Linked DNA regions of Pan troglodytes: region 1 is linked to region 2. A link is a contact called in public Hi-C data. All regions are on one chromosome and are shown on one strand. Each heading gives the region's core, a stretch centred on a gene start, on an enhancer-like site or on the middle of the called end of the contact. The rest is flanking DNA. Distances are from core to core; before and after follow the strand shown.

What was found. A called contact is a pair of places that touch in the nucleus more often than the background predicts.
Region 1: a Hi-C map of stem cell-derived neural progenitor cells shows a contact between it and region 2, with 2.5 times the contacts expected there. The contact joins the enhancer-like site here to the promoter of PPP1R18 in region 2. A contact is called at or near these places in 2 of 7 Hi-C or Micro-C datasets (induced pluripotent stem cells and stem cell-derived neural progenitor cells) and 1 of 1 datasets of contacts at active chromatin or transcription factors (stem cell-derived excitatory neurons).

What each region holds. Positions count from the first base shown.
Region 1 is chr5:36,754,352-36,759,172 of NHGRI_mPanTro3-v2.0_pri, reverse strand. No RefSeq gene overlaps it. Among named protein-coding and RNA genes, the nearest start is that of DDR1, 12 kb to the left of the region's middle. Within about 2 kb of position 1,407, at least 10 of the 24 cell types and tissues checked have an H3K27ac peak or open chromatin away from gene starts, as enhancers often do. A contact at or near this core is called in stem cell-derived neural progenitor cells, where this site is marked.
Region 2 is chr5:36,563,990-36,568,526 of NHGRI_mPanTro3-v2.0_pri, reverse strand. It overlaps PPP1R18 (protein phosphatase 1 regulatory subunit 18), which reads left to right and starts at 1,331. Exons shown (of 4, transcript XM_001147183.7): 1 at 1,331-1,676; 2 at 2,745-4,383. The coding sequence starts at 2,773. It overlaps NRM (nurim), which reads left to right. Exons shown (of 4, transcript NM_001040116.1): 4 at 1-129. The coding sequence ends at 129.

The sequences.
Region 1 (4,821 bases), core at 158-2,657, 190 kb before region 2:
CGTGGTGAAACCCTGTCTCTACTAAAAATGCAAAAAAATCAGCCAGGCATGGTGGCGGTTACCTGTAATCCCAGCTACTTGGGAGGCTGAGGCAGGAGAATCGCTTGAACCCGAGAGGTGGAGGTTGCAGTGAGCAGAGAATGCGCCATTGCACTCCAGCCTGGGAGACAAGAGTGAAAGTCCCTCTCAAAATAAATAAATAAATAAATAAATAAATAAATAAATAAATAAATAAAAATAAAAGAGTTTGCATAGGGCAGGGCTCTGACAGCGAGAGCTATGAAAGATGCATTCAGTAATGGAACCCACTCCCCACCTTCCAGGCCTTTACAATCTAGAGAGTGTTAGGCGTATATATGTAGTCACAGAAGACAGAACACCGTGCTACAGGCAGAGCTGGAAAAGGTCATGGGAACCCAGGGAAGGAGGAGGCCAGGTCCTCCTGAGTGGGACAGGAGACAAGACTCAGGAAGACCTCAGGGAGGAGCTGGAGCTTGAACTGGGCCTTAAGTCATGCTAAGATTTGCAGAGATGAGGCAAGGCCATTCCTGGCCAGAGAAGCGGAGGAGCCAAGGCAGGGAGGCGTGAATATGGCTATGTCCAAATGCAGCCTCACCTGGAAGAAGGGTCCATCCCATGAGTGAAACCAGAAAGGCAGATTTGGAACCTATCATTGAGTAGTTTGGCTTATTCTGAAGGTGAGGAGAAAGAACCTTGGGGTTTTGAGCTGGGAAATGACATGTTTAGATTTGTGTTCTTTTAAAAGTGGTTTTTGGCAGCAGCATGTGGGATGCAGAGTTCAGAGTAATGGCTGAAGGGAGGGAGGAGTTAATCCCACTTTATCCTGTGTACGTCCCATGGTGCTCCCCCTAAGCCTCCAGCCAGGACAGCAGTGCACATCCTAGGTGTTTTACTAGCATTTTCAACCATCCTGTGTTTGCCTCCTCAGGGCCCTCTGACATGAGTGGGGCAGGGCTCTCATAAAAAGAAAACCTTGTAATCCCAGCTACACAGAAGCTGAGGCAGGAGGATGGCTTAAGCCCCAGAGTTCGAAGTAACAGTAACTATGATCACACCACTACACTCCAGCCTGGGTGACGGAGCAAGACTCTATCGCCAAAAAAAGAGTGAGAAAAAAGAAAACTAGGCCCAGAGGGGCTGCGATTTACCTTAAATTGCAATAGCAATTTAATTGCCACTTAATGGCAAGTGGCTGCTTCCTACCCAGAACTTCCCCTGGATTCCTCCATCTCAGTCTTCCAAAATGGAAAGGGGGATGTAGAATGGCTCCCTGGGCCTCCGGACTGGACCGATGACCCTGGACCAACCGCTAAGCCTGGTGAGTCCTGCCTCTGCGGAAGCCCGGCCTTGATAAACTTATCCGAGTATTCTTTAGGCCTTATGGTCCAGGCAGTGAACAGGAAGGCCACTTGGGGGCGCTTGCTGCACAGGTGACCAACTCCAATTACTGGAAAATGGAAGGAAAGTGAAAGCGGCTGGGAAAGAGATTCAGGCTTGGGCAGGGAATGGCGGGAAGCACCCCAAAGCAGCAGACCCAAGAGAGAGATCAGAAAGGCTGACTGGAAGCCCAGGGCAGCTGCAGGGCTATTTAGGGTACAATGACCTAATATGCACGTATAGGAGATGTTGTCATTTATAGGCAGAATGTTAGAATCTTCACTTTCTCTTTTCTATTGTCCTTTGCTAAAAAGCCTGTGGAATTCTCAGCAGCCTCTTAGGATCCCTGAGCCTTGCTGTGAGCCAGGCTCTGCTCTCAGCACTTTCCAGAGCCATCTCATTTGGCCCACACAGCAGTTCTGTGATGTGGCATTTTGAAACATGCCCACTTAGGGTAGAAACTGAGAGTTAGAAAAGTTGCTCTCCATCCCCATCCCCCATACACACACAGTAAATGGCAGATCTGGAATTCAGATCTCAGTTGTTTGTTTATGTGTTTTATAGAGACGAGCTCTCTGTCACCCAGGCTGGAGTGCAGGGGTACAATTATAACTCAATGCAACCTCTCAAGCCATCCTGCCACCTCAGCCTCCCAAATAGCTGGGGCTCAGGCACCATCATGTCCTGTTATTTTTTATTTTTATTTTTTTGAGACAGAGTCTCGCCCTGTTGCCCAGGCTGGAGTGCAATGGCACACTCTCGGCTCACTGCAACCTCTGCCTCCCGGGTTCAAACGATTCTCCTGCCTCAGCCTTGAGATTAGCTGGGATTATACGTGCCCGCCACCACACCCAGCTAATTTTTGTATTTTTAGTAGAGACAGGATTTCACCATGTTGGCCAGGCTGATCTTGAACTCATGACCTCGTGATCCGCCCGCCTCCGCCTCCCAAAGTGCTGGGATTACAGGCATGAGCCACCACGCCCAGCCATTTTTTGTTTGTATGTAGAGATTGGTAGAGATAGGGTCTCACCATGTTACGCAGGCTAGTCTCAAACTCCTGGCCTCAAGCGATCCTTCTGCCAGAGCCTCCCAGTGTAATGAGATTACAGGCGTGCGCCACAATGCTTGGCCCAAATCTGAGTCTTTTTGACTACAGAGCCAAAGCTAGGCTGGAGGATCTCAGCCACCATTCTTTTTCCAACTCTAGAGGTCTATAATACATTCTTATCCTTTCTCTCTAGTCCTTGAACATCTTGGAACATTGTCATTAACTCCTCTAACTTCTTTTATCTCCCAAGAACACTGGTGGCCCAAATTATTCTTGTGTACAAAAAAATGTACAGAGATCCAAAAATGGTAAATGCTTACCTCAAGGTCACCCTGGAAGTCAAGGTCAGTGCTAGGATAGTGTTCTCAAACTGAGGTCTCTGGACTCCTGAGGACCCGTGAATACCTGTGAAAACTATTAAGTTCCATGTCTAACTTTCCTTTGTAGCATTTGAAAAGTGTTATAAGCATGTTTTGGGTCATTTGTAACTGATCCTGGCCCTGCTTCTGAGTACCTGCATTTGCATTTACCTATTTATAGCTTTAATTGTCTTGGTCGCATTTGTACCAAGTGAAGGCCAGGAGACAAGTTCTAACAAAGATTTCTTAGTAATTTGAACAGACATGAGAAGGGGAAGAATTGAGTCATCGCCAGGCACACAGTGGAATATTGTGCCAAGTGCGGAAGAACCTTCATCAGGCAGTACATGGTCTGTTGCCAGCAGCAACTTCATTTCAGAAAAACACTATTTATTACATTAATGTTAAACTTGTCTTTATACTTTTGTTTGTACCTATGGCTACTTTGCTTTGATTTTATAACTGCTTAACTACTGAAGCATAAGGAATTCATAGTTAGTTGTGTTTCCACACATTTAAATTATAAAAATAATTTAAGTCCATAAAAATTGTTTTCCTTCCAAAAAGGTCCATCCATACATTACTCAAGTTCTTGCTCTCACAGTAGGTATAAACTAAACCTGGGCCATCAAGAGTCTCCAAGGAAAACTTGCAATGATGGAGTCCCTGTTAAAGGTCAAAAATCTCCCCGACCCTCAAGATCCAGTGCAAGTGAAGCAGCCAGTTGTCTGGGGTAAATACCCAGGGTTTGCCGTCCCATGCCAGGAAAATGTAGAACACGGACACACGCGAGGAGTTTAAGAGGGAAGCTTTAATAGGCAAAAGAAAGAAAGGAAAACAGCTCTCTCTCTAGTGAGAGAGGGGACTTCCGAGAGAAAAAGGGCAGCTGGAGGCAGATGAGCCGAATTTATAGTCCAGCTTGAGGAGGCGGCGTCTGATTTACTTAGGACTCACAGATTGGTTTGATCAGGTGTTTGTTTACATAGCTGGGAAGGCTGGCCGCCCCACCCTAAGCTTATTATGCAAATGAACTCTCTCGGAGGGTGCCATTTTGTCGGCTCCTTACTGCACCTGTGGCTGACAGAGAAGGGATGATGGGGCCGCCATTTTGAACACGATTGGCACAACTGCCGGCATCTATGTCTGCAGCCCGATTTTACAGGCTGCTCTTTGTTAGAAGGAAAAATGATTTGGGCCTGCTTTCCATTAAAAGAGAAACCTTACCAAGGACTTCGGTAACCTCACTGTCTACCTAAGTAATTTCTTCTTAACTCCTGTGTCACAAGGAAGTTAGAACCTGGGGTTTCTGGGCTACTGAGAGAGGAAGATGTGAAGGACTGATTCACAAAGTGAAGAAGTCAGAGGCAGTCACCTGGGGAAAACTCCAAGGACAGTTTACAGGATAGAATCAAGAATTGGCCAGGTGAGGCCGGGCGCCCTGGCTCACACCTGTAATCCCAGCACTCTGGGAGGCCGAGGTGGGCGGATCACGAGGTCAGGAGATCGAGACCATCCTGGCTAACACGGTGAAACCTCGTCTCTACTAAAAATACAAAAAAACGAGCCGGGCGTGGTGGCGGGCCCCTGTAGTCCCAGCTACTCAGGAGGCTGAAGCGGCAGGATGGCGTGAACCTGGGAGGCGGAGCTTGCAGTGAGCCAAGACCGCACCACTGCACTCCAGCCTGGGCGTCAGAGCAAGAGTCCATCTCAAAAAAAAAAAAAAAAAGGCCAGGTGAGGTGGCACACGGCTGTAATCCTGTTACAGGAAAGGGGTCTCAATCCAGACCCCAAGAGAGGGTTGCTGGATTTCGTACAAGAAAGAATTCTGGGTGAGTCCTCAGTGCAAAGTAAAAGCAAGTTTATTAAGAAAGTAAAGGATTACAAGAACGGCTGCTCCACAGAGCAGCCCTGAGGGCGGCTGGTTGCCCATTTTTGTGGTTATTTCTTGATGATATGCTAAACAAGGGCTGGATTATTCATGTCTCCCCTTTTTATTTTTTATTTTATTTATTT
Region 2 (4,537 bases), core at 82-2,581:
GCTTTCCTCCTTACCCTCTACCTGGGCCTGGCTCACGGGCTTGATCAGCAAGACCTCCGCTACCTCCGGGCCCAGCTACAAAGAAAACTCCACCTGCTCTCTCGGCCCCAGGATGGGGAGGCAGAGTGAGGAGCTCACTCTGGTTACAAGCCCTGTTCTTCCTCTCCCCCTGAATTCTAAATCCTTAACATCCAAGCCCTGGCTGCTTCATGCCAGAGGCCCAAATCCATGGACTGAAGGAGCTGCCCCTTCTACTACTTGAGACTTTATTCTCTGGGTCCAGCTCCATACCCTAAATTCTGAGTTTCAGCCACTGAACTCCAAGGTCCACTTCTCACCAGCAAGGAAGAGTGGGGTATGGAAGTCATCTGTCCCTTCACTGTTTAGAGCATGACACTCTCCCCCTCAACAGCCTCCTGAGAAGGAAAGGATCTGCCCTGACCACTCCCCTGGCACTGTTACTTGCCTCTGCGCCTCAGGGGTCCCCTTCTGCACCGCTGGCTTCCACTCCAAGAAGGTGGACCAGGGTCTGCAAGTTCAACGGTCATAGCTGTCCCTCCAGGCCCCAACCTTGCCTCACCACTCCCGGCCCTAGTCTCTGCACCTCCTTAGGCCCTGCCTCTGGGCTCAGACCCCAACCTAGTCAAGGGGATTCTCCTGCTCTTAACTCGATGACTTGGGGCTCCCTGCTCTCCCGAGGAAGATGCTCTGCAGGAAAATAAAAGTCAGCCTTTTTCTACATATGGCATGCAGTCTGTCAGTGTCTCCCAAGCTACAGGGCTGAGTTTGGGAAAGAAAGCCAGAGGGAGCCTGGGAGCACCGAACTGGAGTCTGGGCAGCCACCACGCTCTCTGGCAACCGCTGGGGTTCGGCCACCCCCGCAGACCCGCCCCCACTTTGCCAGAGCGGCCGGGTCCCCATTCCCATTCCTTCAAATCCCCTTTTTCCCGGCAGCCGACCTGTAGACCCAAGGGAGACAGGTTGAAGCTAGAAAGAGTCGGGGCAGCAGCTCTGGTAGGGGAGGGAGCTTCCAAAACCTCTGGCTTCTGAGCGCCTCTCCTGCCGCCCATCCACAAAGCCCCCCACAGCCTGGCGGTTGCCCTCGACCCCGCAAAACAAAGGACTTCAGAGGCTGGACCTACAGACCCAGATGAGAAGGCAAAAGCGTAGGGAGGAGCGGCAGGAGATGGGAAGGGCGGGCCCCGCTCGGAGCAGCTGCCGCTTCCTCCCAAAGTCCCACGAGGGGCCTGAGTCACGGGCCACCGCCCTGGGTCGGCGAGCTGGGGGAAGGGATCTGGACACCTGGGGTGTCCGGGCGGGAAGCTGGTGAGGGCCCCTGGGGACAGAGCGGAGGACCAGTGGTTGGGGCGAGAAGAGGGCAGTCCCGCAGCGAGTCCCACGCGGGGTGGGAGGGATCTAGGCCCCGCCCTCTCCTCGGCTCCGCCCTGCGCCCCCTTCCCTCTCCTCATTGTCCTTAGACAAAGCGGTCGCCGCCCCCGCCCGGCCCCCTGGTCTCTGTCTCCATCCCTCCTCCTTTGCTGCCTCTTTCCCTCCTCCTCTCCCTCCCTCCTCCCCTCCCTCCAGTCTCCGGATCTCCCTCGGTCCCTCTCTCCTCCTCTTCCTCTCTCTGGACGCCCGGCTCCTCCGCACCCCCTCCCCCGGGGGTCCCGCGGCGTGTGAGTTGACTGAGGGGCTCAGACTTGGGGAGTGGGTGTCTCCTCGCCCCTGTCCTTGCTCCCGTCCCTGGCCCGGACCTTGGCTGTCTCCTCTTTGTGCCGAGATTGTCAGTCTGTGCGGCTACAGCGGGGTGGAGACGGCCGGCTCTGTCACGGCTTCATGAGAGCGGGGACGGGGCGCAGGACTTGCAGGCGCCGGGGAGAAGAGACATGGAGCCGGCCCTTGGCACTCTGGGGTCGCGTGGCGCAGTCGGTGGGGGAGGCAGGCGGTGGTGACAGGACAGGGTGGGGGTGGACGCCAGGGTTCTGGGAACGCGCTGGCAGCCCTGACGCCCGGGTTCCGAAAGTCTCGGGGGTGGGTATTTCCCCCGACCCGCCTCGGGGGCGGAGTGCGGGGCAGAGGGGTGGGGGCTGGGGAGAGGCGTGGCCCGAGCGGTGCTGGAAGCGGAGCCGGGACCTTTGGGGCCCGCGCTGAGAAGCGCCCGGCTGCTGCCGCCGCGCTCCTTTCCCCTCTTCCCTGGTTTCCCTTCTCCTCTAGACCTGTTCGCTCTCCGCCCCTCCTTGCCTCCCCAACACCCCCTCAGGTCCCGTTGCCTCCTGGTCCTTTCAGGGATTCCTGGTCCTTCCTTCTCACACTAGCCTCCCTGGGGTATCGCTGAGGCAGCCTGGCCTGCACCCAGGTTCCCCTCACCCCTGCCACATTTCTCTCTTCTCCCTCACGCCAACTTTCCTTTTCGCCCTTCTCTCTCTTTCTCACATCCTAGAGACGGTCTTTAATACGCATTAACCCTGTGCTGCCACATCTGGCTCCTGCCCTCATTGCCTCCAATCCGGACTCTTCCTCTCACATCACCCCCACCACCCCCAACTTGGGCTCACAACTTCTCTTCACTTTTTCCATTTCCCCAGTTCTCTGCCTTCCGTCTTTCCCTCTGTCCTCATCCTTAGCCCCTCTGCCCTGCTTTGTGTCCCACCTCTCCCCCTCCACTTCCTCTCCTCCCACCCTCAGTCTCACCCCCTGGGCTGTCTCACTCTCTGGAGCCTCTCCTTCCTGTTCTCTGTCCCCAGTGCTCCCTACCCTCACCTCAAGACGACCATGGCCACCATCCCAGACTGGAAGCTACAGCTGCTAGCCCGGCGCCGGCAGGAGGAGGCGTCCGTTCGAGGCCGGGAGAAAGCAGAACGGGAGCGCCTGTCCCAGATGCCAGCCTGGAAACGAGGGCTCCTGGAGCGCCGCCGGGCCAAGCTTGGGCTGTCCCCTGGGGAGCCTAGCCCTGTGCTAGGGACTGTAGAGGCTGGACCTCCAGACCCGGATGAGTCTGCGGTCCTTCTGGAGGCCATCGGGCCAGTGCACCAGAACCGATTCATCCGGCAGGAGCGGCAGCAGCAGCAGCAGCAACAACAACGGAGTGAAGAGCTGCTAGCAGAGAGAAAGCCTGGGCCTCTGGAGGCCCGGGAGCGGAGACCCAGCCCTGGGGAGATGCGGGATCAGAGCCCCAAGGGAAGAGAGTCAAGAGAAGAGAGACTAAGTCCGAGGGAGACCAGAGAGAGGAGGCTGGGGATAGGGGGAGCCCAAGAGTTGAGCCTGAGGCCTCTGGAGGCTCGGGACTGGAGGCAAAGCCCAGGAGAGGTGGGAGACAGGAGCTCCCGACTGTCAGAGGCATGGAAATGGAGGCTGAGTCCTGGAGAAACTCCAGAGCGGAGTCTGAGACTAGCAGAGTCTCGAGAGCAAAGCCCCAGGAGAAAAGAGGTGGAAAGTAGACTGAGCCCAGGGGAATCTGCCTACCAGAAGTTGGGCCTGACAGAGGCCCATAAATGGAGACCTGACTCCAGAGAGTCTCAGGAACAGAGTTTGGTACAACTGGAGGCAACAGAGTGGAGGCTGAGGTCAGGAGAAGAAAGACAAGGCTACTCGGAAGAATGTGGGAGAAAAGAAGAGTGGCCAGTTCCAGGGGTGGCTCCAAAAGAGACTGCAGAGCTGTCCGAGACCCTGACAAGGGAGGCCCAAGGCAACAGTTCCGCAGGAGTGGAGGCAGCAGAGCAGAGGCCTGTGGAAGATGGCGAGAGGGGCATGAAGCCAACAGAAGGGTGGAAATGGACCCTGAACTCCGGGAAGGCTCGAGAATGGACACCCAGGGACATAGAGGCTCAAACTCAGAAACCAGAACCTCCAGAGTCAGCAGAGAAGCTTCTGGAATCTCCCGGTGTGGAGGCTGGAGAAGGGGAGGCTGAGAAGGAGGAGGCGGGGGCTCAGGGCAGGCCTCTGAGAGCCCTGCAGAACTGCTGCTCTGTGCCCTCCCCCCTCCCACCAGAGGACGCTGGGACTGGAGGCCTGAGACAGCAGGAAGAGGAAGCAGTGGAACTCCAGCCCCCACCACCAGCCCCTCTGTCTCCCCCACCCCCAGCCCCAACTGCCCCCCAACCTCCTGGGGATCCCCTCATGAGCCGCCTGTTCTATGGGGTGAAGGCAGGGCCAGGGGTGGGGGCCCCCCGCCGCAGTGGACACACCTTTACCGTCAACCCCCGGCGGTCTGTGCCCCCTGCGACCCCAGCCACCCCAACCTCTCCAGCCACAGTTGATGCTGCAGTCCCGGGGGCTGGGAAGAAGCGGTACCCAACTGCCGAGGAGATCTTGGTTCTGGGGGGCTACCTCCGTCTCAGCCGCAGCTGCCTTGCCAAGGGGTCCCCCGAAAGACACCACAAACAGGTAGGGAAGCAGCCAAGCCAGACTTCTTAGAAGTCCACTTGTCAATTTTCTCTGGACTCTGGTCTCTTTCTTTTTTATACCCCTGTTTTCTTGTCTTCCTCTATTCTTTCTTGTTAATTCCTGCCACCACCCTTCCTCGCTCTGCACATACACC